Regions from separate parts of the Mus musculus genome. Here regions 2, 3, 4, 5, 6 and 7 are each linked to region 1. Evidence: chromatin contacts called from public ChIA-PET, HiChIP or PLAC-seq and promoter capture Hi-C data. All regions are on one chromosome and are shown on one strand. The core of a region is the stretch at or near the end of the contact, and the rest is flanking DNA. Distances in the headings are between cores, read along the strand shown.

Region 1 (4,048 bases), core at 517-3,016:
TAAAGTGCCTGGCTGCTGGCAAAGCTGCCAGCTTGTTCTGCAAAGCCACTGGCTGTCCTGCTGGACCAGGCACTGGCTTGTTTTCAGTACCTGCTGAACCAGGCTTCCCATTTTAAGTGTTTTTCTGCCTCCTTGGTGAAAACCCCACTCAGCAAAGCAATCCCTAACTTGCCCTTATTTTCATGTCCCAGCAGGTCCCAGCCCAAGTTCTGCTGGAGTAAAGCCATCTTGCCAAGACATGTTTCCTTCCTCCTGGCTAAAAGAGATCCTCTTGTTCTCTCTGTTTTGAGACAAGGTCTCATTGTGTAGGCCTGGCTGTCCTGGAGCTCACTATGTAGACCAGGCTGGCCTGCAACTCAGAGAAATTAACGTTGTGGGTTATCATGCTTGCTATCATATTCTTTGGGGAAGGGGGACAAAAAAAAAAAAAGCTGAATGATACAGCTCAATAAAACCAAACAAAAATGAACAACAGGTCACCTTTCTTAATCATCTCAAGCTTGTTTCAAAGCCATTCAAAGTAATTCTTTATACTAAAGACTGCCCCTTCTAGTCTCCAGTGGTAAAGCATACCTTTATTTCCAGCACTCAGGAGGCAGAGGCAAGCAGATCTAAGTTTGAGGCCAATATGGTATACATGGTAAGACTGTGGTGATGAACCACACCCAGCACTGACTCGGGGAGGCAGGGACAGGTGGATTTCTGAGTTCAAGGCCAGCCTGGTCTACAGAGTGAGTTCCAGGACAGCCAGGGATACACAGAGAAACCCTGTCTCGATCCCCCCTCCCCTCCAAACTTGTGATCAAGACTGTTTCCAAAATGAGAGAGAGAGAAAGAGAGAGAGAGTGTGTGTGTGTGCTTTGCTTTAAATTATGTCATCAATGCAGATCTCACGGGTGCAAGACTCAGAGAACCACCAGCACACAACTTCATAAGAGCACTCCTCACCTTTTCTCTTGAATCCTGTGTCCACGAAGAAGAGCTTTTCGTTTGGGGCCTCTGCCAACAAGCCACTGAAGGATAAAAATGCAGACTATTTGCCAAAGTAATGCTGGAAAGATAACAGACCCTTAGGGGTCTAACTTTTTGGGCCCATCCCAACTCTTCCTCAAACCATGGGCTACACCTGGAGCTTTCACACAGAATTTAAAATGTACCACGATGGGGTGAACGTACTTTATTCTCTTTCACTTGAAATTCAAACTCTGTAGCAAAAGGTTTTAATGCCAGCACTCCGGCGGCAGAGGAAACTTGAGTTCGGAGCCAGGCTTGTCTACATACCGAGTGCCAGGTCGTCCTACATAGTGAGGCCCTGTTTCAAATTTTAAAAAAAACTAGGGGAAAACTTAAACTTTGTTGGGATTTTCGCACGCTTATTTGTTAAAGATACTATTGATAGGTCTCCCACACCGAGCCGGGATGCCCGGTCCGTCTAGCACCAGGTCGCAAAGCGCACGGCCACGCCACCGGAAGTCCCGCCCCACGTACCCGGTCGTGCGCTCCTGTAGCCGGACGTCTTCCAGGAACTGGTCGACCTCTAACCCCAGCGGCTCCTCGGCGAGCCTCCTCCAGCCGCGCTTCTTGTTTCTGGGGCCCCGCCGCCGCCGCCTCAGAGCGGGATCCACCGAGGTCGGCCGCAGCCCCAGGAAGCCAGAGTCCGCCTGGCTTCTCGAGCCGCGCTTCTCACCGTCCCTGTTACCACCCGCAGCCATCTTCTTAAAGGAAGAGCTTAGTCGCTCTAACTCCGATATCCGGTTTGGAACGTGCGCGTCTCGAGTGACGTAATATGACGCACTTCCTGTTTGCGACCATCTTGATAAAGCGTAGTTTTTACATAGAGAGTTTTACGTCTTGGCAAAAGGATAAATCATCACGTTCAGTCTCTTCTTATTTTAAAAATGTTCGAGCCGGGCGTGGTGACGCACGCCTTTAATCCCAGCACTCGGGAGGCAGAGGCAGGTGGATTTCTGAGTTCGAGGCCAGCCTGGTCTACAGACTGAGTTCCAGGACAGCCAGGGCTACACAGAGAAACCCTGTCTTGAAAAAACAAAACAACAACAACAAAAGGCAGGGTTTCTTTGTGTAGCCTAGCTGTCTGTTAACTCACTCTGTAGACCAGGCTGACCTCGAATTCAGAGATTCGACCTGCAATTTCGGGTTGGTAGGGAGTAGGCTATGTGGATTCTTGGTTCTCACTCTGAGTAATTTACCTTACCCGGTATCATAAAATTTTACTCAAACCATTTTGTTAGTTATACAAGTTTTTTGTTTGCTTGCTTGCTTGCTTGCTTTCTTGGTTTGGTTTTTCGGGAGAGGGTTTCTCTGTATAACCCTGGCTGTCCTGGAACTCACTCTGTAGACCAGTTTCATACGTGCCTTGCCATTTTTGCTTCCCTTTGCCTTCTCACTCCTACTGAACTACCCTTCTTTCCCCCAAATGCCCTCCTCCCTTGTGTCTTTGTAGTTTTGTGACGTACTGGATTTACTAGGATTTTTTGTACCAGCAATGAGTGAAGAGTTAGTTACTAGATCAGAGGCAACTGACCAGTGTGTATGCCATTGAAGGACACCCCTCCTTCCCAAATAGTAACTGCCAAGGGACGGAGTCCAGTCAAATTTTCTTTAACTCTTTTTATTAAAGAAGATGCTGGGTGTGGGGCTGCCAAGATACCTCAGTAGAGAAAGGCTGTTGCTGCCAAGCCTCAGATTAATCCTCATAACCCATATGTTGGAAAAAGCCAATACCTGCAAGCTGTTTGTTCTTGACCTTCACAAGGTATGCTGTGGTGGCATATATGCTTACACGCCGTTATGAAATATAATGTGGCAAGGGAGTATTTTTGGAGGGCCTGGCCAAGGTGTACCCCTGAGAAGTTACACCATAAAACAGACCTAGTGTAAAGGTTTATTGGGGGGAACGCAAGAGTACTGTGGGACTTGGTGAAGGGACAGAGGCAGACAAGTGGACAGATAGACAGGCAGACAGATGGGGGGCAGAATCATGAGGGCAGAGAGAGGGGACAGAGAAGGAGAGGGAACATTGGTGGTGGAGATCAGAGAGAGAGAGCTGGGGTGGCAGGTGGGTCCTTACATCTACTGGTACATCTGGCTGCCGTAGGTCATGATGTAAGCACTGGCTGGGTCCCTGAAAGCAGGCCAATGGAATTGCCTGTATAAAACACACACACACACACACACACACACACTCTAAAAGAAAAAAAAATAGCTGGGTAGTGCTGTTCATTTTTAACCTTACCTACCTACTCAAGAGGCACTGAGGCAGGAGGATGGCAAGTTCATAGGCCACCCTGGACAGCAGAATGAGTTTAGGGTAGAGAGACTGTCTCAAAATGAAAAACAAGGGTTGGGGAATGGCTCAGTGGGTAAGAGAGCTTTCTGGGCAAACAATAAAGACCTGAATTTAAGTTCCCAAAACTTAACAAAAAAAAGGCTGAGTAATTGGCCTGGAGAGATTATTCAGCGGTTAAACTTATCATTAAAAGCTGAGTATGTGGCCTGAAGAGATGTTAAAAGCACTGGCTGCTCTTCCAGAGGACCCTGTTTCAATCTCCAGACCCCATCACATCTGTGATCCACAGACCTGTGCATGCATGAACTCAGTTTTAAAGGTCCAAATCTAGAATATTGGTGCCTAGCATCCAAGTGCCAGCCAACTATCACTGCCTCCACACCCATCCCCCATCCCCAGGCCCCTGGAAAGTGGTAGTCATCCAAAGAGATCTACAAAGGGTTTTGTTTTCAGGTCATGCAAAAGGTGGGAAACTGAGCCCCGTGTAAGCAGGGCAAGTACTGTTAACTACAGCCCTAGCCACACCACACCTTTATCTTTCGATACAGGGTTTCTCGGTGTAGCCCTAGCTGTCCTGGAACTCACTCTGTAGACCAGGCTGCCCTCCAGTTCACAGATCCACCACCTGCCTCTGCCTCTGTTCTGGGATTAATGACTTGAGCACACACTGCTCCCCACCCCCGCCCCAGGCTCAGATTGGCATGCTGGAATTAAAATGGACTCCTAAAGGGGGAGGGG
Region 2 (4,048 bases), core at 1,088-3,587, 1.0 Mb after region 1:
TGACTGTCCTGGAACTCACTCTGTCGACCAGACAGGCCTTGAACTCAGAAATCTGCCTGCCTCTGCCTCTCAAGTGCTGGAATTAAAAGCGTGCGCCACCACACCCGGCTGGTTCTTTTAACTACACAGTTTAAATTTTATTTACTACTATTGTTAGTGTGTGTTCATGAGAGTTCATGAGTGGCTGCTGTATGTACGTGTGGGTTAGAGGAATTGAACCTGGGTCCTCAGGTGTGGCAGTCGGCCCTTTACCTGCTGAGCCATCTCCCATGTCCTCAGTCATATGTAAAGATGGGTTAGTTCATTATATGGTGTTCATTTCCATGTGAGCTTTCCCTACAGCTGTCCACAGCAGATGTAAAAACGTATGTGATTTAGGTTTTTCATCTTGTCCTGTGGATCCACTCTAGTGCCTCCATGTTCACACACACATACACACACACACACACACACACACACACACACACACACACACAGTGAAAGAAACAAAAAAAATTTTTTTTGGAACCCAAGTCGATCTGGAGATAATGTAAGCTTTGGGGTTAGATAAGATATTCAGAAAATTCACTTTGGCTTTGTATTAATTAATGATGGTTGCTGTAAAATGCCACATCACACAGGCATTTTGCATTTGAGGCTAGCATGGCGTTTCTGTCTGAGGGACATGAGCAGGGGAAATGGAGAACAGGTAAGCAGTTTGCACAGTGCCCGGTTGCCATGGGAACTGTGCCATCAACCTTTTTTTTTTTTTTTTCTTTACTGACAAAGCAAATAACAAAGCCAGAGGATGGGGGGAACCCAAGGTGGTTTTGTTCTGTTCGTGTTTATTATTTAACAAATGCTTATGTAACCTCAGGCCTGATAAACAGCACACACAGCCGTTGTTCAAGGAGAGGCAACTAAGCCAGCTTCTCTCCCCTCACTCTCATGGGCTGGGGTCTCCAGGAGACCCTTAGGAAAAGGAACAATGGCTGTCACCATTTCACAGAGAAGCAAACAGATCAGGGAAAGTTCTAGAAGATTCTCGAAGTTGCTGCTGAGAAAGCAATAAGGATAGAATATAAATCCAACAGATAGTCTATTCAACTCATAGAGGGAGGGACAGGCAGCTCAAGGGCCTTTAAAGCAATGGACCATGGGTATGGTGGTAGGTGAGAGCTGACCTAAAAGTTGTCCTCTGACCTCCATACATATGCTGTGCACAGGCATGCCCCACCGCACATGCATCGTACATATGCACACACACACACACACACAAATCATAAATAAAACAAAAATTTCAAAATAAAAAATTTGGAATATCTGGGTACAGTGGCTCACACCTATGATCCCAGCATTCTGAGGCAGGAGGATTACCAGGACTTTGAGGCTAGCCTGGGCTACATAGTGATATCCTGTTTCAAAAACCAAACCCCAAAAGGATCCAGGTGTGCTAGCATACAACGTCAATCCAGCATTCAGCAAGCAAAGGCAGAAGGCAGAGGGCAGAGGGCAGAGGCAGAGGCTGACAGATCTCTATGAGTTTGTGGCTAACCTGAGCTACACAGTTCTAGGCTAAACTGGCCTACAAAGTGAGATCCCGTTTCAGAAGCAGAATATAGGGACATCCATGAGTGAAGCTGGTCTCCATGAGTCTGGTACCCACATACTGAGTACCACACACCCGAAATGATACCCCTTGGCTCATAAAGGACAGCTGACCGGGGCGTTTCTGCTTGCTATTGAGGATACGGTAAAACATAGAGCCCGTGTGAGGTTACACCTCCAAAGGACAGTTTGATTTGGGGCTTTATTAATCAGAGGTCTATCTGTCCCGCAGGAATGAGGATGTAGTTCGGTTGGTAGAGTGCTTACGCAGCATGCAGAAAACCCTGGCCCCGAGCCCCAGAGACGTATTAATAAAACAGCGCAGGCTAGACACCACTGAGGCCTGTAATCGCAGGAGGGCGGAAGCAGGAGAATCAGAAGTTCAAGGTCATCCTTGGCTACATGGCAAGTTCAAGGCTAGCCTGGCCTTGCTTCAAAAAACAAAGCCAGAATAAATGACCCTGGTGGAAGCCTCTATTCTTTCCAAGGAGGTGTCTGTCTATCCCTTGAAGTGAGACTGATCACCTTCAGTGGTTTTCACAGTGACTTTGTCTTCCTTCTTGGCTCACTAGTCCCTAAACCCTCCTTCCCACCTGGCCCTTTAAGAGCAGCTGCTGCGACCGTACCCGGGCAGACCCCAGCTGCAGCCTGCAGTGTTACTATGGAGACGGGGACTAGCAGGAGGGGGCGGAGAGGTGATTGGGTCCGCGCAGGCGCAGACCGAGGCTGCCGTTCCGCAGCGGCCCCGCTGAGCGTCTAGACCCGGGTACGCGCTTCACTCCAGACTCCGCGGGAGCACAGGCGAGCCGCTGCTCTCACTCACCCCCACGCCCACCAGGTGCGTTGATCGTCGCCCTCCTGTACTCCACCAGCGGTGTCCAGTCACCTAGGTTGTCAGGGACAAAGGGAAGGGAGGAGCAACCCGGGACAGCCCGGAGAAAGTACACGTAAGCCCCCTGCGGACCCTCGGATTGCCCCGGGGGAAGACCGTTGAGTCCGGCAAGCTAGCAGGTAGCTATAGCCTACAGCCCCAAACCCGGAGTCTGGACTCTCACCCTGCTGGTGGCCTTTCCAGAGTGGGATTGACCTAGCCTGTGTTCAGTAGCCCACCCCTTTCTCGGGCTCCCTCCCGCCTAAGATTAGCCTCCGCCGGGCAGCGCCATGACGATGAACCTTCTGCAAGATTGGTGTAAGGAGCTGGAAGTGGAGGTGCACAGGGCCCTCCTGATCACGGGCATCCCTGAGCGCCTGCAGCAGGCGGACATCGAAGCTACCCTGAGTCCGAACTTGCAGCCCCTGGGCAACTACAGGCTTCGGACTGTGAGAGCTGTAACCAAAGAGAAGTCTCAGGCAGCCCTTGTAGAATTTGGGGCAGACTTCGATCACTCTGCCATACCTATCCACATTAGGGGAGAGAATGGGATTTGGAAAATCCTGAGTAAGGACCGCGGGCAAGATGCGCGGGTCCTTAGGCAGATGAGGCGCCTGTTGCTGGATGAAAGGCCCATGGATGACTTCAGAGAAATAGCCATCCCTCTGGTATTGGAGGCCCAAGCCCAGGCCAAGGGATTAGGGAAGGAGGCCAAGAAGGCTGGCTCCTCTGAAGGGGCAGCTAGGAGCGGCCGTCGGGGCCGTCGGGGAGGCAAGCGCCGATCCAGAAGCCACAAGTTGACGGCTCAGAAGGGCCAGAAGAGGAGCCGGGGAGGGCGGCGAGCCAGGAGTGAGTCGGAAGACTCTTCTGATGACAGCCTGGGTATCGTCATAGAGGAGATCTACGCAGAGGACCTGAGCGTAGATGAAGACCAGAGGGCCCTGTATGCCACGCTCCAAGCAGCTGCCAAAGAGCTCACCAAGAAGTGGGCCTTTCGGGGTGACCAGGAAGAAGGAGATGGCCCCCGAGAATTCTTGGCACTTGTCACTGTCACCGACAAAGCTAAGAAGGAAGAGATAGAGAAAGACCTTCCTGGGACAGAGTCTATCTGCTTAAACATCAAAGACGAAAAGAGCGGGGTTCCTGATTTAGTCGCGCTACTGGCTGTGAGAGATACCCCCGCAGTGGAGGTAGAGACAGAGGTGGATGATGATGATGAAGATGACGAAGATGAAGATGATGAAGATGATGACGAAGATGAAGATGACGATGAAGATGATTCCGACAGCGAGTCTCTGGAAAATGGAGAGCACGGAAAGGAAGTGATGGATAGCCCCGAGTTTGTGGCTATTGTGGCTTATACAGACCCCGCTGACCCCTCTGCCAGAGAGGAAATGCTAAAAATAGCTTCTGTGATTGAGACCCTCGGCTGGGGCGACAAAAAAGACAAAAAAGATGTCCTTCCTCAAGTCCTGTCCGTCATGGCTAAGGACACCTCTGGGCCCAGGGTGAAGGTAGAGGAGGCAGGTCGTCAGGTGGACGCCATGGTCCTGAGGAAGGCAGAGGAAGATGGGAATCTTCTGGAATGTA
Region 3 (4,048 bases), core at 1,039-3,538, 960 kb after region 1:
AGCAGAGGTCCCACCTCCTCCAAACTCCCCTGATACTGAGACAGGACGCCAAGCCTGCCAGGCATCATCCTTCATTAATATGATATGACTTCCTGAGTCCCTCTGCTCTGCCTGGGAATCAGAGCCCGTGACAGGGACCACATGGCCTGCAGGCCTGCCCCTCACAGTCTCCCACCCCAGACCCCTCACCCCACGAGGTTCCTCACTTCCCAGGGCAGGCCTGGATGGTCCTTTGGGGATCCCCAGGGCAGCTGGTACTGGGGATCCATCCTGTCGGAAACCAGGAACGCCAGCTGGGTGGCAGCTGGGCATGGGTGATAGGAAGATGTGGTCACCACGGGGGGGGGGGGGGGCGGGTGGACACAGAGAGGGAAAGGCAGCAGCTGCCTGCAGTCCAGCCCTGCATCAGGAACTCCCCTGCCCTTGGAACATCTCTGTACTGGCCTTTTCCCTGCTCCTCGGCAGGTGGGATGCTGGATACACTCAGTCACATGCCTGGGACCCATATCATGGAGGAGGAGACTAGGGTGAGCCACCCCTTGCCCAGGGCCATAATGCATCAGAAGGTGATGGGTCACATTGCTACAGAAATGAAAGTCAAATGGATGTGTAACCTTTTTACTAAAACAGTTTCCCTGAAAAACAAGGGTGTTGCCAGGCAGTGGTAGCACATGCCTTTAATCCCAGCACTTGGGAGGCAGAGGCAGGTGGATTTCTGAGTTCGAGACCAGCCTGGTCTACAGAGTGAGTTCCAGGACAGCCAGGGCTACACAGAGAACCCCTGTCTCAAAAAAAGAAAAGAGGAGGAAAAAAAAAAAAAGAAAAAAGAAAACAAAGCTTGCAGGCCTTGATGCCAAGCAGACACTTGAGTTTATCCCAGGAACCCACAGGGTGGAGAGACAGAGACAGAGAGAGACAGACAGACAGACAGACAGACTCGGGGTGGGGGAAGAGAGAGAGAACTGAGACTCCTGCAAGTTGTCCTCTACACCATGAAATGGGTGCACCCATACACACACGCACAAGCACACACACACACACACACACACACACACACACACACACAATCTTTTTGCTTTTTTAAGGTTAAGGTCATTTTTTGGTTACATAGAAAGTTTGAGGCCAGCCTTGGCCACGTGAAATCTGTTTAAAAAAACAGCAGAGCAGCAGCAGCAGCAGCAAGAACAGATTTTTTAAAAAAAGAAAAGAAAAGAAAAGAAAGGAAAAGAAAAGAAAGGAAAGGAAGCCACACAAGGTGACTGGGGTCTCTAAGGTCCCCTCTGACCCTCCAGCAGGAACTGTGGAGTCAGTGAAGGTCCCATCACCTCTGTACTGACAGCTGGGCTGACACTGATCTGAGGGAGGCGGCATGGTCGGGGGAGGGTGTTGCTGAGGGAGGATGGGTGGAGCCTTGTGTGTGGGAGCAGAGCTGGAGCCTGAGATGGCTATCCATCGCCAAAGTGTTAGTATCGGAAGTCAGTGTCGTGAGCGGTGACTGGGGCCTGGAAGTGCTATGGTGCGAAGTAAAGGTCAACCTTTAATGGTGGGTCACCAAAGCCCTGTGAACTGCAGACCATGCATGGACTGTGCGTCCTGAGCTAGGAGCCCATGGATGAGGTCTGGTCAGGCGGCCTCCTTCTTCAACTCCTGGAAGGAGTGAATTGTGTCCAGGGACCAGGACTCTCCATGGTGTCTGGAAAACACTACATCATGGGGGAATTTCCTGGTCATTTCTCAATCCCAGGGCCAGGGCCTAACCCCAGGGCCTGAAGCCCAGAATAGCTCTCAGAGGCTGTTCACACACAGTTCAGGCCATGGCTAAGCTGGAGAACCACTCAGCACTAGGACCTGTCTGGCTTCCTTGGGTTGGTGGTGGTGGTGGTGGTGGTGGTGAGGTTCTGATACTAGGTAACACGAAGAGGGACTTAGATATGAATGCATTTGGAGAGGGGTGGGGCAGACAGACACAGAGGTAGAGACAGACAGACAGACATAGAGATGAGATGCTGGGGAGGGGGCACGTATGAAAAACAGAAAAGGTTGAGTGGGGGTGGAGGTGGCAGCAGGTGACTGTGCTGTGGACTGTATGAGGAAGAGGCAGGAGGAGAGGCAGAGGCAAGAGACGGATACTCAGAGCAGGAGATGGGGTACAAGCCAGGGAAAGCAGGCAGGGAGCCCGAGGGGGCCTCTGGAGACCAGCACAGGGGGAGGAGGGCGGGGCAGAGAGGAAATGAAAAAAGCTGGGGCGAGGAGGCAAGATGAGGAGGGAGGGGGAGGGCGGGCCCTAGGAGGGAGAAGCTGACAGAGATCTACACAGACTCGCACACAGACAGGAGAGACTGAGGGACTTCAGAAGGCAGAGGTGCTGGAGGGTCTAGAAAGCAGAAATGTCAAGGAGGTGACAGAGAAGTGTAGAGGAAAGAACAGGGGGTAGGGGACAGGGAACACTGAGGCACAAAGGGACAAGGACCTGACAGAGAAGGAAAGAAACAGGAGAGGGACAGACACAGGAGAAGACAGAAACAAAAGACAGAAACACACGGGCAACTGGGAATTGACTGGCAGATCCCAGATCCTATGAAGATGATGGCCAGCGATGGACATCCTGGACCCCCTTCTGTCACTCCTGGGAGCCCTCTCAGTGCAGGTGGCAGAGAGTGGCAGGGCATGGCAGGCTCCTGCTGGAATATCACCTACGTTCAAGACTCGGTAGGACCTGCCACCAGCACGCTGATGTTCGTGGCTGGTGTAGTGGGCAACGGGCTGGCATTGGGCATCCTGGGTGCCCGACGGAGGTCACACCCATCGGCCTTTGCGGTGTTGGTCACTGGGCTGGCGGTGACGGATCTGCTGGGCACGTGCTTCTTGAGCCCTGCAGTGTTTGTGGCCTATGCTCGAAACAGCTCTCTGCTGGGCCTGGCCCACGGTGGGACGATGCTGTGTGACACTTTCGCCTTCGCCATGACGTTCTTCGGCCTGGCCTCCACGCTCATCCTCTTTGCCATGGCTGTGGAGCGGTGCCTGGCACTCAGTCACCCCTACCTGTACGCCCAGCTGGACGGGCCGCGCTGCGCCCGCTTTGCCTTGCCTTCCATCTACGCTTTCTGCTGCCTCTTCTGCTCACTGCCCCTGCTGGGCCTGGGCGAGCATCAGCAGTATTGCCCAGGGAGCTGGTGCTTCATCCGCATGCGTTCCGCCCAGCCTGGCGGCTGTGCCTTCTCCCTGGCCTACGCCAGTCTCATGGCCCTGTTGGTGACCTCCATCTTCTTCTGCAACGGCTCCGTCACTCTCAGCCTCTATCACATGTACCGCCAACAGAGACGCCACCATGGCTCGTTTGTACCGACCTCTCGGGCACGAGAGGATGAAGTTTACCACCTGATTCTGCTGGCCCTCATGACCGTCATCATGGCCGTGTGCTCCCTGCCTCTCATGGTGAGTGTCCCTCGGAGCTGGGGTGCAGGGGGAGGAGTGGAGGGCAGCATCCATCTGTGCTCTCCACTTGTCGTGTCTATTTGACAGATGTGAAAACCGAGGCTCAGAAAGGGTCAGATGGTGACTTTGTGTTCCATGTACTCCTGAGTACTCCAAGAAGTCTCTCTGCTTTCTTTTCCTCCACTAGACAATCTCTAGCCCTTAGCTGTCCTGTCAACACCTCTCAGCCGGCTCCCCTATCCAACACACCGTTGTGATAACAGGATCCACAACTCACGGGCACTTGCTTTCTGCCGACACAACGCTTAATGGCATTCCAAATGCCTCTTCAGATGAATTTCAAATTGACCTTACACAATCATTTCAGAAGCACTGGGCAGGAAATGACACTGAAGTCCCATCCTGTCAACCTCTTTATAGAAAGATGATAGTGCTTGCTGCCCGAGATCACACAGGCTGGCTGAGTCTCCTCCATCCTGGCTCTCTCCTCCCGGAGCCTGGCCATATAACCATGAGCACCCCACACACTCCCTGAGCCTGGGCCCTGCCCTTGTCCCCCACACCCTTCTTTCAGCCTCACAGGGACCTTGTGCTGTCCCCTCCCACTATAGCA
Region 4 (4,048 bases), core at 1,013-3,512, 930 kb after region 1:
GCCATCATGCTGTCCTTTCTAACTCTGGATCCCTGCCCAGTTCTCCAGTTGCTTGGTCACCGCAACTTTTAGCCCTCAACCCTCCAACAGCTGAGAGTAAACTGAGGCTTCATTTGCCATGACTGTTCATGTACTGGGGGCTGAAACTAGTAGGATTCTAGACAAAGCCTCAACTATTGCGCCTCATCTCCAGTCTTTTGTTTGGTCTTGCCATGTAGCCCAGGCTAGTCTGGACCTGCAGATCTTCCTGCCTAATCACTTAGAGCACGAGAGTGGCAGACCTGAGCCACCACTCTTGGCACCATGAAAAAAAAATTTTAAAAAAATTTTTGAGACAGGGTTTCTCTGTGTAGCCCTGGCTGTCCTGAAACTCACTCTGTAGACCAGGCTGGCTTCAAACTCAGAAATCTGCCTACTTCTGCCTCCCAAGTGCTGTGAGAGTAAAGGTGTGCGCCACCACTGCCCAGCAAGACTAAATATTTCAGTGTGTGGTGTATGTGTGCACTCACGCACAGAGTGCAGTTGCCTGAGGAGACCAGAAGAGGACAGTGGATCCTCTGATGCTGGAGTTAAAGAGGACTGTGAGCCTCTTTTTCTCTCTGTGTGCCAGAAACCGAACCCAGGTCTTCTGGAAGAGCAACAGCACTCTTAAATCACGGAGCCATTTCTCCAGTGCTGGGATTACAGATATGACTCACCATGCCCAAGACTCAGTTCTTTATGAGTGGTAGAAGCTGTTACTCCAAAAAAAAAATAATAAAAAATAACAGGGTTATACGTGGTGACCCACTCCTTTAATACGAGCACTGGAGTAGGGGGAGTCAGATACAACCCAGAGGTGGTCTGAAAGTAACAAGCCAGTCTGGTCTACATAGTTACAGTTCAGCCAGGGTTACTTAGTGAAACCCTCAAAAAGCAAAACAAAACATAATTATGCTGTTAAACGTTCAGAATAACTTTTTTTTAGATGTAGATGAAGAGCACAGAGAGACCAAATACGTTTCCTAGTGTTACTCTGCCTTAAAGTGGCATAGACTCACCACATCAAAGTTGGTTATTGCCAGATGATCATAAAACATTATAAAAGACAGTTTCACACTATATTTTTCTTTCAATGACAGGCTGTCATAGTTAGCCCAGATTGGCCTCGAACTCACCGCGATTCTACGGCCCCATCCTCCCTTCCAGATCTGAGCTTTTAAGGAGTCAAAGGTCCGTCTGAGAAATGGGCTATTTCACAAACGTTGCCGACACACCGGGTGTAGTGACACATGCTGGCCGCGTGAGGGGGCGCTAGCCCGGCTTGCCCAGTGAGAAGAGGCAGAATGCAGCCTTCGAAAGCAGGCAGGCTCAGATTTAGAACTTCAGAACGTTGAGAACAGAGCATCTCAGAAGACTGAGAACAAAGCCTCTTAGAACCGTGAACAAAGGCCCCTGCGAGCTCAGACTGGTGGAACTCAGCTCCACCGCACCTGGAAGACAAAAAAGACCTCAGATTCTCTTCTGGTCAAAGCATAGAATATTTCACCCAGGGTCTTGTAATTCCGTAAATGTGCTGTTTTGATGAGACAGAAACTCGCTGTGTAATCCAAACTAGCTTGAAATTCACTATGTAGTTTAGGCTGGCCTTGAACTCTCAATTCTCCTCCTGGTTCAGCCTCCCCTATGATGGAATTACAGAGCCGGTTTGAACAGGTCCTGCTTAAAAGCATAATCAAACCGTAAGATGTTCAATCCGCTTTACTTCTGAGGGTCTGGGAAAGCTGCCTGGAAGAGGAGGCGTGATCCGGATTCAATCATCACTGATGATCCTTCTGCGCAGACTCAGAAGCTGAAAGTTTGGGAGGGGCGGCAAGAGCAGCTGCGGAGCTGTCACGTGGATCCAGTCTCTATTTATAGACCACCCTTCCCTGGACCTGGAGAGCCCAATGGCAGCCAGCGCTCGCCCGCAAGGGGGCGGAACCAGCTCCAGAACCAAGCGACTGGCACCAATGAAATTGGAGCAAGGGCGGGCTTGCTTCATTGTGATTATAAAGAAGGCGTGGCCACAGCCCCAGGATCGCCGCACAAAGGGGCGTGGCGAGTCTGATACCCCCGTAGGTAGTCCTGGGCATGCGTTGTTAAGGAAAAATGGGGCGGGGCGGAGCCCTGCGTCACGGAAGGCAACAACCAATAGTAGGTCGTTGTCGTGCCTTCAGGGGCGTGGTCATGTAGATGAGGCGCGGGTGGGCGGCCCAATGGGCGGGCGCCTATGCAGATGAGACGGTGACAGCCCGGCCAGCGGGCGGGCGGGCTGCTGGGGCGGGGAGGTGGGACCGGCGAGAGGGGCGGCCGTGGGGCCCGGCCGGGCTGGGGCGGGGGGCCGCAGCCATGATCCGGGCCTTCTCGTTCCCGGTGAGCCCGGAGCGGGGTCGGCTGCGGGGATGGTTGGAAGGCAGCCTGGCCGGGCTCTGCGAGTTGCATTGGCTCCGAGAGAGGCAGGAGTACCGCGTGCAGCAGGCGCTGCGGCTGGCCCAGCCCGGGATGGGGGGCGCCGAGGCTGAGGACGAGGAGGACGCCGAGGAGGACGAGGATGCGGCAGCGGCGCGCAGGGCCGCAGCAGCCCTGGAGGAGCAGCTGGTGAGGGGTCGCCTGTCCGTGCGTCCATCCATGCATTCCTCCCTCCCCCATTCGTTCCCCCACCTCCCTGCTCCTGTGTCCGTCTGTCTGTCTTGGTAGTGTATGCTCAGCACACCGGTCCTAGGGTAGGGGAGCAGGCAGGGGGAAAGAGATAAGACTGGAGACCTGGCTTTTCCTACCCCCAAATAGAGCTGATAGGGAGGATGCACGGCCTCCGTTGGACTCAGCATGGACCCTGTTAACCGTCCTGGATGCCTAGTGTGTGTTAAACCAAACATTCGTCTTCTTACAGATTTCCTATTTCATGAGGGTTTGAAAGTCCCCATTTTACAGAGAAAAAAACTGAGGCTTAGAGACAGGAAGAGACTCACCCAAGGTCACACAGCCGGCATTCAAACATAACCTCCCTCTGGGCCCCGCTACCCGGAATCCATCTTCATCTTTCCTTAAGTCTCGGGGTGCTTGGAGATCCCTGGAGGGGGCGGGGTGGGGGAAGGGGAATCTTCAGGCCTCTGGAGAGAGAGACCGGCTGCTGAGAAACCCCCGAACAGTCCCTGAGGACCCCCGGGGGCATTTTGATCAACCCAATGACACTTCTTTCTTCTACTTGGTCCCATGGCTCAGTAACACGGGGAGGCCAGGTGAAGATAGCTAGGGAGTGAGGGGAGAGAGAGTATGATTCGCCGAGGAACTCTAATGATGACTTTCAAATTGAAAAGGCTCCAGCTCTTTCTCCCTCCCTACATCACTCCTTGAGTCTGGAGACCCTTTCCGGTTGTTGCTCCAACCTTTCCATACCCCAGCATCTCTGTTTCATTTCCTTAACACAGTCTCTGTCTCTATGGTCTTCCAAGACCTGTAAAGCTTCCAAAAACAGAGGAGATTAGAAATGGGGTCGTGGTCTGTCTCTAGGCCTCAATGTTTTTCTGCCTAATGTCTGTCTCCATCTCTCTTCCCTTCCCCCAGCCCACTCCCCTGGCCCATCCCATCCCGGTACCTAAGCCTCTATGTGTGTACATGTGTGTGGTCAGAGCTTCCCGTTTAGGGAAACCTGAGCCGAGGCTGTGGGGGTGGAGACGGGGATCTGGCTGTTGCTGACCTCGGCTGCCCCCTCCCCAGATGGGAAATGGGGAAAGGGGCTGAGGCCAGACGCCCAGCCCCACCCCCAACCGGCCTGACGGTGCAGGGAGTGAGACCTTACACATTCTTCTCCAAGCAGAAACAGCTGTGGGAGGCCCCGCCCCCTCCAAAAGTTACCGAGGAGGGGAGGTGTTCAGCCGCTACCCCTGCCCTCCGCTGCCTGCGCTTTGCCAGACCCCTCCATCCAGTCCACTAAGAGGGTGGGAGAAGGCACCACTGCAGACCAGTAGTGGTCTGGCCTCTCTCCCTCCTCACTCTCTGCCCCTCTTCTCAGTGCTGAGTCCTCCTG
Region 5 (4,048 bases), core at 407-2,906, 900 kb after region 1:
CCTTTCCTGCCCCATGCCCACTCTTGGACTGGCAGACAGCAGGAAGGTAGGCCCACCAGACCCAGGCAGAGGGCAGGATGTGCAGAGCAGTACAGAGTTCCCTCCCCTTACCCACGTTTAATGTCGGCTGGTGGGAGTTAGGCCTTCATTGCCACAGTGGGGAAGGACTGGAGTCCCATCATACAGAGCAGGGTATGAGCCACTCTGACATTCCAAACAGCAGGCACAGCATGTTCCACAACCCCCGCCTTCTAGACCTGCCCCAGGGTCACGGGGTAAAGGGGGCCGTGAGTCCCAGAAGCAGGCAGTCAAACATGCTGGGGACATGCCTGTCTAGAAGGTACATGTAGGCATGTGGTTTTTAGGGGACACTCATTAGCCAGGCTGTGAGCTCCACGTGGCCTTGCCTCCCCCTGTCCCTCTTTGCAACTTCCCCAGGTGGTAGTTTGGGTTTTCACTCCAGCCTCAGACTTCCTTCCCCAGCCTCTGCCCCCGGATGTGGTGACAGCCAGCACTGTACCCACCTCAGCTGCCCCCAGCAGCGCTGAACCAGTAAGGGGGGGCCCTTGTGGACAAGTTGCTGCTCTCTTAAAGCTCCAGCTACCTGGATGTGAAAACTAATTGGTAGCCACTGCCTGACTACTGGAGTAAAAGTCAGAACGGCTCTTGATGGAGTTAGAGTTGACTACACAGACTCACAGGCTCTCAGTTGATGTTAGCTTTTTAGATTTCCTGTTATTGCACTACTGTTTATTTCAGAGAAGGGTGGAGGTCAGGACAACCCACAGTAGCTCAGCTGGTTCTCCTTTGACTATGTGAGTGTACAGGATTGAACTCAGGCCAGTGAGCTTGGCTTCAAATGCCTTTCCCCACCTGGCCATCTCACCAGCCACATGTTGGATGATTCCGTTAACACACCCACCCAGACACCCCTGGATGTTTTCAGTGCCTTCCCTTTCCTCTGCAAAATCAAAGGCAGCCACATCAACTCAACTTTAGCAGTGTCCAGGCACCACCTGTATTTCGGCCTCATGACAGAAAAACTAAGGCTCACAGTGGAGAAGTCACACAGCCAGAAAGATGTCGGCACTTGGTCTCACAGGAGGTCTATCAAGTGGTGGTGTCCTTTGTCATGCCACCTTGGTTGGAGGGACAGGCTTTGTACCCTCAACTCTCTGGAGAGAAACCTGAAATTAAGCTCTCTTGTGCATCCTAAGGCCTCCTCGACTTCCCACCTTATATACTGGGCTTTTGAGCTGGGGACGCGCGCTTTTGTGTGTGTGTGTGTGTGTGTGTGTGTGTGTGTGTGTGTGTGTGTGTGTGTGTGTGTGTGTGTGTTGGGGGCAGGTTGAGTAGCAGAAACTGTAAAGCCACCGGACTTGACAACGATTTCCGACCCTTTCCCTGCGGTGGGCGCCGGATGCGTGCCAGTCTGACAGCTCACTCCTTCAATGACAAAGCGCCTGCCCCTCTCGCGTGCCGCGGTGAACTGCGGCGAAAAGTCAACTTTCCAGGCTGGACTGTGCAGAGGAAACGCTGACCCTTCCGCCCTCCTACCCCCAGCCACCAAATTCCCCCCAACTCCCTGGTGCGGGGTCCCGCCTTCCCCTTCCGTCCCAGTAAGGCCCGCCCTGTGATGTCACGGTGCCCTGCTTTGATTGGCCAGCTGTGCCATCGCTCCTGAGACTTCCTTCTGGGCCGCCGCTGCCGACTTAAACTTTGAAGGGGGAAAAATAGAGCTACCCGCGCTGTGCGACCCTCCCTTGTCCCCGACCCGCCCCGCCTTCGGTAACGCTCCCTCCTCCGCCGCCCCTGATCCAACTTTCCTCCGACTTTCACGACCTGTGAGAGTCTCTTCTTTCAGCCCTGGCCCTGGCAACCCCTCCTCATCCCCGAGCCAGTCGGGTTCCTACGATCCACTAGATCCCTGGTCAGACTCCCGTTTTCTACCCCCAAGGCAGAGCATCTTCAGGCCTGCCCTGACTTTGGTCCTGCCGTCAAACCCACCGGATCCTGGCATTCCCTCTGCTTTGCTCTCAGCCTTCTTTCTCCAGGGGCCTTGGATCGCAGTGTCTTTTGATTCCAGGGACCCTGCCCTACCCGACTTTCTTTCCTGGTTTCTTCCAACCTTCCAATCTCTGGGTACCCTTCCCCAAACCACTGTTTTTCTTTCTGAACTCTGCTCTCTTGACTCCCGGCGTGTGACCCACTAGATGCCTTTTCTCTCATTGCCCAGGATCCCGCCATCCTCGCGTCTCTCAACCTGACAGATTTCTCTCTCAAATGCCTGCGTTCTTACCACCACCGCAAGAGAGCTCTCGGATCTAGGTCCCAGGGTCCTTGGTGAGCTTTGGGCGGCAGATCTGGATCTGGCCCCCATGGCCGCCGCCCCCTCCCATCCCGCAGGACTCCCCGGCTCTCCGGGGCCCGGGTCTCCTCCGCCCCCCGGTGGCTTGGATCTCCAGTCGCCGCCACCTCTGCTGCCTCAGATCCCGGCTCCGGGTTCGGGGGTCTCCTTCCATATCCAGATCGGATTGACCCGAGAGTTCGTGCTGTTGCCGGCTGCCTCAGAGTTGGCTCATGTGAAGCAACTAGCCTGTTCTATCGTGGACCAGAAGGTGAGGGCATAGGGGGCTCTCATGATAAAGGAGGAGGCTTTGGAGGTGGCCTGAGATTGTTGGGAGGCCAGAGAGGGGCCTAGGTGACAGACGAGGAGGGGCACTACACCCTAGTCGTGTCCTCACTCCACCACCGGTTTCAGAGAGGCCCGGATAGGGGTGGGGTGCCCAGAGGCCTCCCCAAATTGCCTGTCGCTGCTTGTTGTTTTCTGCAGCGAGCAGGGAGGAAGGGAGGGGCCTACCAGGTGTGGAGTTGGGAGGAAGGGGCAAGTGGGAGCAGCTGATCAGGAAGAGCTCTTCTGATGGGCCCATCCTGGGCCTCCGGTCTTTGGAAACAGTAGAAATTGAAGCCATACTGGCCATGGTGATCGGGTGACATGTGTGAGTGGGTGTGTGGACAAGCTGCCAGGGGCAAGCAAGGTCTCGGGGTACAATCCCTATCCTTTCCCAGGCCTGAGATGGGGTGTGAAGGAGCAAGGCACTCCTGTGTATCTCCTTGGCACCCCCCAAAATCCCTGCAGACCCCTCTCCCCGCCTAATCAATGCCCCTCCTGCTGCTCTTAGATTTGGCTATCCAGGTTCCTCGCCTTGAGTATCATGGTCAGAAGGAACCAAGTGGGACTAGATGCCCAAATCCTAGGAAAATTTACAACCCAGCTGGTAGAGCACTTGCCTAGCAAGCAACCCCCCCCCCCCGGGTCTATCCCCCAACCCTAGGAGGTAGAGAGGAGCATGCTTTTTCAGTAGTTCAAGTGCCTGGTGGTGAATATACGAGAAGTTCTGAGTCCTGAGTGGTTGAATAATATGACAGTTACAGGTGGAACTCAGAATGTATAATCTTATAATGGGAGCACATTGGGATTCCCAAACATCCAGACTTAGGCTTTTCTCGGGCTCCTGGAAATAGATCCTTCCTCTCTAGAGAAACAGCAGGAACAGGGCCACCTCCCATTTTTTCCAGCAGATAAAAAACTAGTTAGAAAAAAAGCCAGCCTAGGCTACATATCCAAACCCTGTTCCAAGTGGGTGGGAGGTGGGGGTGTTACTAGATCAAGCCACCATCCGGGGCAAGGCAATACTGATTTTCTACAGATCATCAAGGGAAGCTGAGCCCACCAGCTCTCCAAGTCTATTTAGCCCAGCCCCCTCCCACTCCTAAATCAGCCTAGCCGGCCTGTGGGAAGCAGGACTGGGGCTCCTGTACATTGCCCCTGGAGTGAAATTCTTTGTATTAGGGTTCAGATCCCCAGCCTCCCCTTCTCGGGCCCAACCTAGTTTGTTTTCTGCTCTTCTAGGGGCTCAGGGGCTGTTTTGGGCCCCTTCTTGCCTGCCTTCCTTCCCTGTGCCCCACCTGGGCAGTTTCACTTTCTGTTCGACGCTGTGTCATTTCCTGCCCACTTCCAAGCTGGGACCCGGACACCTGGGTCTTT
Region 6 (4,048 bases), core at 819-3,318, 870 kb after region 1:
ATTCAAGGTCATCCTTGACCACTGCTTGAGTTTGAGGCCAGCCTGGGCTACATGAGACTGTCAGAAAAACAACAACAACAACAACAACAACAACAACAAAACAGTGTTTAAAGATGGCCCAGCAGGTTCTTGATACCAAGGCAGACCTGAGTTTAGTCTCCAGAACCCAAACAATACAAGGAAAGAATCAACTCCGGCAACTCAGCCTCTGACTTCCACACATGCACATGCACACAATAAACAAACACATGAAAAAAATCTAAGCGTATGCATCACTTGGAATTAGCCTTAGCCTTTTCAATCACAGTAGGTACAAAAAGGAGACCCATTCAGGAAAGCCTTTAAGGACATAGAAAGGGCAGTTACCCATGTGATTACTGTGACATCCAGGGACTCTTACCTCCCTAGGTTTCAGGCTGAGGGTGATCAAGAAGAGTGGTTTCACCTTGGGTCATCTGCCCTGCTGAGGGAGGAACCAGAAAGCATCAAATGAGCCAGCCCCTCCCAACAAAGTGCAATTTCATTCTACCCGCCCGTGAAAGTAGCTAATGAAGTCACAGACTCTTTTGTCTATTTGAAGTCCATAAGCCTGGTTACCACTTCAGTCGTCTCAGGAGTGATGTGGTGGGTAGGAGTCATCAATTGTAAGCTATAACTATCCCTCTTCCATGATGGTGTCCAGAAGGGCAGAAGTGACAGCAACTGTTACCATGACAACCTCTTCTCTAGACTCATGCATCCTTTGGAGCTAATCCTAAACATCCCCTATCTTACAGGACCTGATTGCTAGGATCATCAGACTGTGGGAGATTGCCCTGTTATAGTAACCAGGGCATGGATTTAACTGTTTCTCATCTCCCTGGAAATGGTCCAGGCCCTGTAACCATAGCAACTGTCCCACAGCAGCACTTGTCTTCTAAATAAAAACACCTGGTTGGTTTATCCATGGACTTTCCATAAGGGAAGGGGAGATGGTTACCATGGTAATGGCAACTGGGTTGGCTGGGGGAGGAGTGGGACAGAGGCATTCCTCTTAGAGGAATGTCTTTGGGGCTGGGCCTTTTTTCTACCTGAGCTCTAGGTGAGGGGAGGTTGCTATAGTAACTGATGAGGATAGGGTCAGAAGAACCACCAGGGACTTGGGTTACCTTAGCAACCTCCTCCTAGTGCAATGATAGTAGAGGTTTGGGACTCCACATATGCAAACTGGGAAGGGGCCTCCAGATTGGATAGGGTTATTATGACAACCGACTTCCTCTGGTCAGAGCCCACTCCCCACCCCAGGTCGTCTTTTTTGTTTTTTGTTTTTTTTTTCTTCACTAAGTGAAAGAGATGGGGGTGTATTTGCATTTGGAGGGGATAGGACTCTGACATTGGGGAGAATGCAGAAAAAAAAGTCCGGTCTGGTCTCTCGACCGCAAAGGAGACAATTGCGAGGGACCCTGGGTCCTTTGCCTACGTAGAGGCAGTCCCTCCCCCTCCCTGTCAGCACCCCCGCCCGCGCGCACCACCGGGGTCGACCCGGGTGGGTGGGCGAGGCTCGCGCCCAGCCCCGTGCTTGTCCCCGCTCCCCTCGCCCGCCCAGCGCGCGCGCGCGCGCACACGAGGCGGGGGTGTAGAAGTGTGAAGCTGCGCGTCCGCGCAGGCGCGCGAGGTACAGCGGGCGCGCGGGCCGGCCCCGGGGCCTCCATGATGGAGGAGCGAGCGGCCGCCGCGGTCGCATCGGCCGCCTCCTCCTGCCGCCCTCTGGGCTCGGGCACGGCTCCCAACCCGACGGCGGCGGCCCCGGCCTCCAGCCCTGCTCCTGGGCCCGGCCCGGTAGGAAAAGGAGGTGGCGGCGGAGGCAGCCCGGGCCCTACGGCGGGCCCGGAGCCCCTCAGCCTGCCGGGGATCCTGCACTTTATCCAACACGAGTGGGCACGCTTCGAAGCCGAGAAGGCCCGCTGGGAGGCCGAGCGCGCCGAGCTGCAGGTGAGCGCCACCGCTGCCCTCCCGCGCTCCCCGCCCCAGTCCTGCCCGGCCCGGCCTCGCCTCACCCGCCGCCGCCGCCGCCGCCATCTTGGAGCAATGGCCGCCGGGACGGCCGGGAGGGGGCGGGCAGGGCCGGCGACGGGCCGGCGGCGGGGTCCTCGGGGCCTCGGGGCGGACGCGGGCCGGGACCGGTCAGAGGATCTGAGCAGGGCCGAGTCTGCCGGGAGCCGCGAGTGGGAGTGACGAGCCCAAGCCCAGAGAGCCTGTCTGGGCGATGCGACTCGGGGTTCCCGGGGGACAGAGTGCTGAGAAAGTGGATGGGGTCTGCGCGAATAAATATGCCACGCCTCGCCTCCGGATCCTAACCAGATGCTGGCTGTCAGGGTGGAATGGACTAGATGTCTAGTGGGGTGACACACTCTTAACATCCACTGGGTGCAGGGAGTGAAGAGAGGAAGACTGGAAGCTGGCATGGGGTACCTTGGGGGAGTGGCTGGCCCGGAGCAATTGAAAGGTGGGAGGAAGCTTGATAGGAAGGGGTCCCAGGATGAAGTGTGTGGCCTCCTGTCCAAGAAGGACACTTTGGGCACGTGTGGCTACAATGTAGGGACACATTGGGATCGTTTGGGTGGAACCACGGAGAGGGTAGAGGACATGTTTTGGGCTCCCCCAGGAGAGCTTGAGAGTGGGAAGCGACATTTTGGGTGCTTTAAGGAATTAGAGTTCCGTTATGAAAGATTTGAGGATGTTAGGTAGAAACCCCTGAACTGTTAGGGCGTTTGTTGGGTATATTCAGTGGGAAGACAGGAGCGTCTGAGATGCTGCACACGGTGAAGAGGGATGGAGGTGCCTTTGGGTGATGAGTAGGGGGAAAAGACAGCACGAGGAGGGACTCCGTGAGGGAAGTGATTGTGTAAGGGCCTCTAAAGGGACTTGATGGTTTGTGGAGAAGAATGTGCCAGGTGATGGCTCGTGGAGTAGAAGTTGGGCTGGGCTCTGTGACCTTGAGCTAGGTACTGCTTGTGGGGAATCAGAAAGGTGAGCACTTCAAGGCCTTCAGGGATGGGCCCCCAGGAGTCAAATGGTTCCTAGGCTGGGATGTTATTAACAAAAACAGTCAGCGCTTGGTTTCTGGCAACCCATCTTTCTGTTTCCAATGTGCTCTTTCCTGTCAGATTGAAATGGAGCCCCAAATAAGTGACTGATTCAGTTTTTGTCCATGGGATGAATGCCAAGAGCATTTGAATTTTGTGTATGTAGCTCCCATCCCTGAGAGAGAAGTCCTTATGTAAGTGCTCCTCGTGCTGTGCCCAACTCTAACTCAGGCTCTTTCCCAGCATACATCTCATCAGATCTTCTCAATACCCCATTATGTAGGCAGGGCCAATGTCATTACCTCACTCAGCAATAACGACAGCAGCTGCTATTTATTCAGGGCATATTATGTGCCTGACACTGTATTAAGTATTATACATGCTATCATTTAATTCTTGTGGCATTCTGAGAGGGGAAATGGTATCCCTTCCTCTCTTTTTTAATAAGCAGGGGAGGGAGATGCTACGGATCCCAGCAGTGGTGGCAGTGCTGACTGTGTCTTTTCCCTGTCTGACACTGAGCACAGGTGAGAAAAGTCTCTAAGGAAGCTTAGAGACCTCACCAGGTCACCCAGGCCATCACAGCAGAGCTTGACAGGGGTACAGTTGACAGCTTTCACTGTGTCAGCCATGCTGTGTATCCCAGACTCCACTCAGAGTGTACAGTATGTGCTGCCTCCTAAGAAGAGGTCTTCCCACTCACTTAGTGACCTTCTGTGGAGTCACAGAGCATGCTCTGTAAGGCTCCAGCATCACCAACTTCATGCTTTTGCTACTTTTGTTGCATTCTAAGTCAGACATCAGGATGTGTGTGTGTGTGTATGTACATGTCCTGAATGTGTTAGAATATACCACATTCGACACTTCATAAGTCATACATTTAGTTCCCTTTCCCCATTAGCAGAGAATACTTATTTTTGATAGCTTGGGTAGTATTCTCTTGGGTATTCACACCATAGCTTATTTATTTTGACCCTTGTCAA
Region 7 (4,048 bases), core at 834-3,333, 790 kb after region 1:
GTGTGTGCATGTGTGTGTGCATGTGTGTGAGTGTGTGCATGTGTGTATGTATGTGAGAGAGAGAGAGAGAGAGAGAGAGTGTGTGTGTGTGTAAATCAGAGGACAACACAAGGACTTTCTCTCCTTACTTTTCTCTTTACATCTTTCAAATTTATCCTCTATGTTTCTGTGTGTGTTTGTATATGTATGTTAGTGGTGTTTATGTGTGTGTGTGTTTGCGTGTGTGTGTGTGTGTGTGTGTGTGTGTGTGTGTATGCGTGAGAGAGAGAGAGTTTGTGTGTACGTCAGAGGACAACTGGAGAGGGCAACTGGAGAGAGTCAGTTCTCTCCTTCCTCCATACAGGTTCTAGTGATTGAACACAGGTCATCGTCAGGCTTGGCAGCAGTTGTCTTTATCCACTGACCTATTTGCCTCGTTCAGGTTTTAGAATTTTGAGACAAAGTCTGACTCTGTAGTCGAGGCTAGCCAGAGAGTCCCTATATAGTACAGGATAGCCTTAATCCATACCAGTACACTTCCATGGATTTACAGACACTGTGTCTAGCCCAATTCCTATCTTTATTTTATTTTATGTACATATGTAGTTATATTTATGAGAAAACCTACATCCCTAAGCTCAACTAAATAGAGCACTGCGTAAGCATAGAAAGGCAGTTAGTTACATTTTTAGGTCCACAGCGTAATGACTTGTTTAACACTATTTCTGCTGGGCATCAGTGGTGCATACCTTAAGTCCAGGTAAGCAGATCTCTGAGTTCAAGTCCAGCCTGGTTTACAGAGTGAGTTCCAAGACAGCCAGGACTACATAAGAAACCATGTCTCAAAAGTAAAATAAAATAAAATAACCTACTTTTCCTAAGACTGGTGTGGTGGCATATGCCTATACTGTAGCCCCTTTGGTGGCAGAAGCTGCAGGATCAGGACTCCAACTGATCCTCCCCTACAAGGCTAGTCCTAGGCCAGTCCGGGATACATAAAACCCTGAGCTTAGGGGCTGGTGAGATGGCTCAGCGGTTAAGAGCACCAACTGCTCTTCCAAAGGTCCTGAGTTCAAATCCCAGCAACCACATGGTGACTCACAACCATTGGTAACGAAATCTGATGCTCTCTTCTGGAGTATCTGAGTACAGCTACAGTGTACTTACATATAATAAATATTTTTTTAAAACCCGAGTTTAAAGGAAAAAAAAAATCACTGGAGGGAAGAGTGAAACATGCCTTCTGAACGTGACAGAGATGATGCCAAACCTTACAGCAGCTGGGAGTTACTGCTCAAGGCCTGTAGGAGACCAGGCCCATCAGCATTTCACCACAGGTGGGCACGGATTGAGATGCTGGAGAGAAGACTCAGTGTTTAAGAGCTTTTGCTACTCTAGCAGATTCGGCTCCCAAACTCCAGTTCCTAGGTTCTTATGCTGTCTTCCACCTCTGTGGACACTGCAGGCATACTATAGACTTACCTACATGCAGGTGAGAACTCAAATACATAAAATAAGCAAAAAATTAAAAACCAGTCGCCGAGGGTGCGAGGGTCATATTCCCAGTAGTGTATTCTGTTAAAAGATGCCCATGCCCAAGTAAGTAACGCTCACATCCGCAACCCCAGATCAATGCCGTGGGTCACACGCTCCGCAAGAAAAACATACATGAAAAAAGGAACACTTTGGGGAAGAAAGGGTTTTGGTGGAGGAGAAAGAAGTAAGCTAATAATAATGGGGAAATATTATCAAAGCACATTATATGTTATAATTTAAAGCAAAGTTGAAAAGAAAAAACTACTATTCCCAGCATGTCCTTGCTGGTAGCTTTGGGATCGAGGAGCACTAGAACCACATTTCCCGAAATGCAACGCTCACTCAGTCTACTTTTAACCTATGGAAATTGTCCTTATTCAGAGTCCTTCATCCACAATGCATTTGGTACTCGCATTTGGCGACTAGGTCTCTTGATAGGAAAAAGGGCAGTCGCAGAGCATGCTGGGAAGGCGTTAGACCGGGGCCACCCTTGCCAACGCGTGCGTTTAAACTACAACTCCCAGAGGGCCGTGCCCGAGAAGGAAGGCGGGTTCTCCTGCCGGAAGTCAGTTCTAGCCCTGGGCCCCACAACTGCAAGCAGAGCCGGAGCCGCCCTGTTACAGCGGGACCCGGGCCTCTGGGGTCCAGACAGGGGTCGCCATGGTAACGGGGGGAGCGTCGTACCGGGGACAGGCAGAGGGGGGTGGTTCACGTACGGTCCCCGGGGTTTCGGTTTGGAGGTGACAAGCTTCCTCCTGCTGCGGATGATCCGGGCCGGGCGCGGGTTCTCGGGATTGGGGTCAGGAATGGGGATCAGGGGCTGGATGCTGCGCTGCGGGGTGTGCTTGTGGTTCCAAGCAAAGGATTTGGAGGGGAAGGAGTGTCCAGGGGAGGGACTGCCTTGGTGGGAGACATTTGGGGGTGATTTTGAAACCACAGAGGCGGGAGAAGATATTGGAGATGAGGAAGGGATGATGGAAAAGAACCAGAGACTCTACAGACAGGGTAGAGAGGGTTCCTTATGAGAAGGAAGGAGCTGGTTTTAAGGAGAGCTAGTGTTGGGGCAAATTGGATATGGCCAGGGTAGATGCTCTCCAGGGGAAGAAGAGGACCCTGGAGGCCGGAAGTTAGCCCCTGTAGGATTAGAGTTAGGCTGCTGCAAGAGGAGAGAGGGCTGTAGCAGTAGAAAGTGGATTCTAGAAGAAAATGGGGAGCAACTGAACAGAATGTTCCACAGAGGAGAGGTCCGGGGTGCAGAGTAGACTTGGAGGCGTCACATTTGAGGAGGGGGAGCTTTGGGAGAAGGGCTGAGCACTGGATTTAGGGGAACCTCCACCTCCAAGACGGGCCTTTTGGAACTAAGAGTTCTTTGGATAGGGACTTGGAGAAGAAGACTTGGGAGGGGGATGTCAGAACAGGAGGTGAGTAGAGGTCTTGGAGGTTCGATGCGACCTTTGTAAAAAGGGAGGCCAGCCTTGGACAGGGAGAAGGGGTGCTTGTAATGAAGGACAGGTGAAGCTTCCCGGAGTCGGGGCCAAAGGTGCTGGGGTCAGGGGGATGGAGGTTACAACGAACAATGTGGGGAGGTGGTCGGGAGGCTCCCTGAGGGTACAGCAGAGGGATGGATGTAGGGACTAGGGGCTGCTCAGATGTGTTCCCAGGAGTGAAACGATTCTCATTGAGGGAAACAGAAAGAAGTATTGGTTGAAGTGGGGTAGGACACAGAGGGCTTAACTCAGCCTTGCTTCCAGCTGTTCTTCCCTTCTGCTCCTGTGCCCACCCCCTTCCCTTCCTGGGTTTCCCTGGCTCAGCAGAAGTAGTTCTTGGAAGGGGCATGTAACATCCTGTTTGTGGTTTTCTGCTTAGGTTGAATAAGGCAGATAGGTTGAGGGAAGAATGAGGCTCGGGAAAGACCATGGAAGCCAGTAAAGAATCCAGGGCTCAGGGTAAAGACTTGGAGGAACTAGCTCTGCTTTCTGGTTGTGATAACTATGGGTCTTAGCTTTGTCATCTGTAAAATGGGCAAGAGCATATATGACTGGACAGACAGGGCTTCAAACTAGGCTTCCCAGCAGGGAACCCTTGAGCCCTGATTTTCCCCTTTCCGTTTCCCCCCTCAGTACCTAGGATTGAACCCCGGTAGAGGATTGAACCTGGGGTCTTGGGCATGCTGCTTGGGTATTTTACCTTCAGCTAAATTTTCAGCCTTGTGGTTTCTTTCTCTCTCCTTCCCTCCTTTCTCTTCCTCCCGTTCTGTGCGCTCTCGAGTTGGCTCTCTCTCTTCTTTCTTCTCTCTCTCTCCCTTTTTGTTTGTTTGTTTGTTTGTATTGAGGATGAAACCCAGGGCCTTGTACATGGTTGTAAGTCTAGTACATCTCCTGCCACTGAACTACATCTCTGTCTTTCCTGTTTTTTTATTCTCATTTTACGTTACGTATGTAGAGGTCAGAAGTGACTTGCCCAGTCATTCCTCTCCTTCCACCATGTGGATCTCAGGGATCAAACTCAGGTCTTTGGGCTTGTCAACCTGTAC

Evidence for each region. Promoter capture Hi-C pulls out the DNA fragments that hold promoters and counts their contacts. ChIA-PET counts read pairs in DNA pulled down with a chosen protein or histone mark. HiChIP or PLAC-seq counts read pairs in DNA pulled down with a chosen protein or histone mark.
Region 2: a promoter capture Hi-C map of hematopoietic stem and progenitor cells shows a contact between it and region 1. The contact joins the promoter of Pnmal2 here to the promoter of Nop53 in region 1. A contact is called at or near these places in 8 of 39 promoter capture datasets (cranial neural crest, frontonasal cranial neural crest, hematopoietic stem and progenitor cells and 4 more) and 3 of 115 datasets of contacts at active chromatin or transcription factors (astrocytes, embryonic midbrain and stem cell-derived neural progenitor cells).
Region 3: a contact with region 1 is called in an H3K4me3 HiChIP or PLAC-seq map of bone marrow-derived macrophages, with 3 times the contacts expected there. The contact joins the promoter of Ptgir here to the promoter of Nop53 in region 1. A contact is called at or near these places in 2 of 39 promoter capture datasets (cranial neural crest and hippocampal neurons), 1 of 484 Hi-C or Micro-C datasets (the HL-1 cell line), 4 of 115 datasets of contacts at active chromatin or transcription factors (bone marrow-derived macrophages, fetal liver and memory CD8 T cells) and 1 of 9 other capture datasets (adipose tissue).
Region 4: an RNA polymerase II ChIA-PET map of memory CD8 T cells shows a contact between it and region 1, with 53 read pairs. The contact joins the promoter of Dact3 here to the promoter of Nop53 in region 1. A contact is called at or near these places in 6 of 39 promoter capture datasets (cranial neural crest, frontonasal cranial neural crest, hematopoietic stem and progenitor cells and 2 more) and 3 of 115 datasets of contacts at active chromatin or transcription factors (bone marrow-derived macrophages, effector CD8 T cells and memory CD8 T cells).
Region 5: a contact with region 1 is called in an RNA polymerase II ChIA-PET map of memory CD8 T cells, with 37 read pairs. The contact joins the promoter of Prkd2 here to the promoter of Nop53 in region 1. A contact is called at or near these places in 2 of 39 promoter capture datasets (hippocampal neurons and liver), 1 of 484 Hi-C or Micro-C datasets (embryonic stem cells), 4 of 115 datasets of contacts at active chromatin or transcription factors (astrocytes, effector CD8 T cells, fetal liver and 1 more) and 3 of 9 other capture datasets (adipose tissue, liver and macrophages).
Region 6: an RNA polymerase II ChIA-PET map of memory CD8 T cells shows a contact between it and region 1, with 28 read pairs. The contact joins the promoter of Fkrp here to the promoter of Nop53 in region 1. A contact is called at or near these places in 7 of 39 promoter capture datasets (cranial neural crest, frontonasal cranial neural crest, hematopoietic stem and progenitor cells and 3 more), 4 of 115 datasets of contacts at active chromatin or transcription factors (bone marrow-derived macrophages, embryonic forebrain, embryonic limb bud and 1 more) and 1 of 9 other capture datasets (macrophages).
Region 7: a contact with region 1 is called in an RNA polymerase II ChIA-PET map of memory CD8 T cells, with 17 read pairs. The contact joins the promoter of Ap2s1 here to the promoter of Nop53 in region 1. A contact is called at or near these places in 4 of 39 promoter capture datasets (cranial neural crest, liver and pre-B cells) and 1 of 115 datasets of contacts at active chromatin or transcription factors (memory CD8 T cells).

The regions. Positions count from the first base shown.
Region 1 is chr7:15,944,342-15,948,389 of GRCm38.p6, forward strand. Nop53 (NOP53 ribosome biogenesis factor) reads right to left here and starts at 1,767. Exons shown (of 13, transcript NM_133831.3): 1 at 1,489-1,767; 2 at 949-1,013. The coding sequence starts at 1,712. Gm24576 (a long non-coding RNA gene) reads left to right here and starts at 1,752. Exons shown (of 2, transcript XR_391165.4): 1 at 1,752-1,959; 2 at 2,120-3,449. It also overlaps a transcript of Ehd2 not described here.
Region 2 is chr7:16,942,345-16,946,392 of GRCm38.p6, forward strand. It overlaps Pnmal2 (PNMA-like 2), which reads left to right and starts at 2,338. Exons shown (of 1, transcript NM_001099636.2): 1 at 2,338-4,048. The coding sequence starts at 2,749.
Region 3 is chr7:16,904,202-16,908,249 of GRCm38.p6, forward strand. Ptgir (prostaglandin I receptor (IP)) reads left to right here and starts at 2,289. Exons shown (of 2, transcript NM_008967.3): 1 at 2,289-3,435. The coding sequence starts at 2,584.
Region 4 is chr7:16,873,055-16,877,102 of GRCm38.p6, forward strand. It overlaps Dact3 (dishevelled-binding antagonist of beta-catenin 3), which reads left to right and starts at 2,263. Exons shown (of 4, transcript NM_001081655.1): 1 at 2,263-2,619. The coding sequence starts at 2,371. 9330104G04Rik (RIKEN cDNA 9330104G04 gene) reads right to left here and starts at 1,832. Exons shown (of 2, transcript NR_152128.1): 1 at 1,158-1,832.
Region 5 is chr7:16,841,246-16,845,293 of GRCm38.p6, forward strand. It overlaps Prkd2 (protein kinase D2), which reads left to right and starts at 1,657. Exons shown (of 19, transcript NM_001252458.1): 1 at 1,657-1,788; 2 at 2,237-2,618. The coding sequence starts at 2,379.
Region 6 is chr7:16,814,664-16,818,711 of GRCm38.p6, forward strand. Fkrp (fukutin related protein) reads right to left here and starts at 2,069. Exons shown (of 3, transcript NM_173430.2): 1 at 2,037-2,069; 2 at 401-463. Strn4 (striatin, calmodulin binding protein 4) reads left to right here and starts at 1,226. Exons shown (of 18, transcript NM_133789.3): 1 at 1,226-1,971. The coding sequence starts at 1,690.
Region 7 is chr7:16,736,361-16,740,408 of GRCm38.p6, forward strand. It overlaps Ap2s1 (adaptor-related protein complex 2, sigma 1 subunit), which reads left to right and starts at 2,084. Exons shown (of 5, transcript NM_198613.2): 1 at 2,084-2,178. The coding sequence starts at 2,176.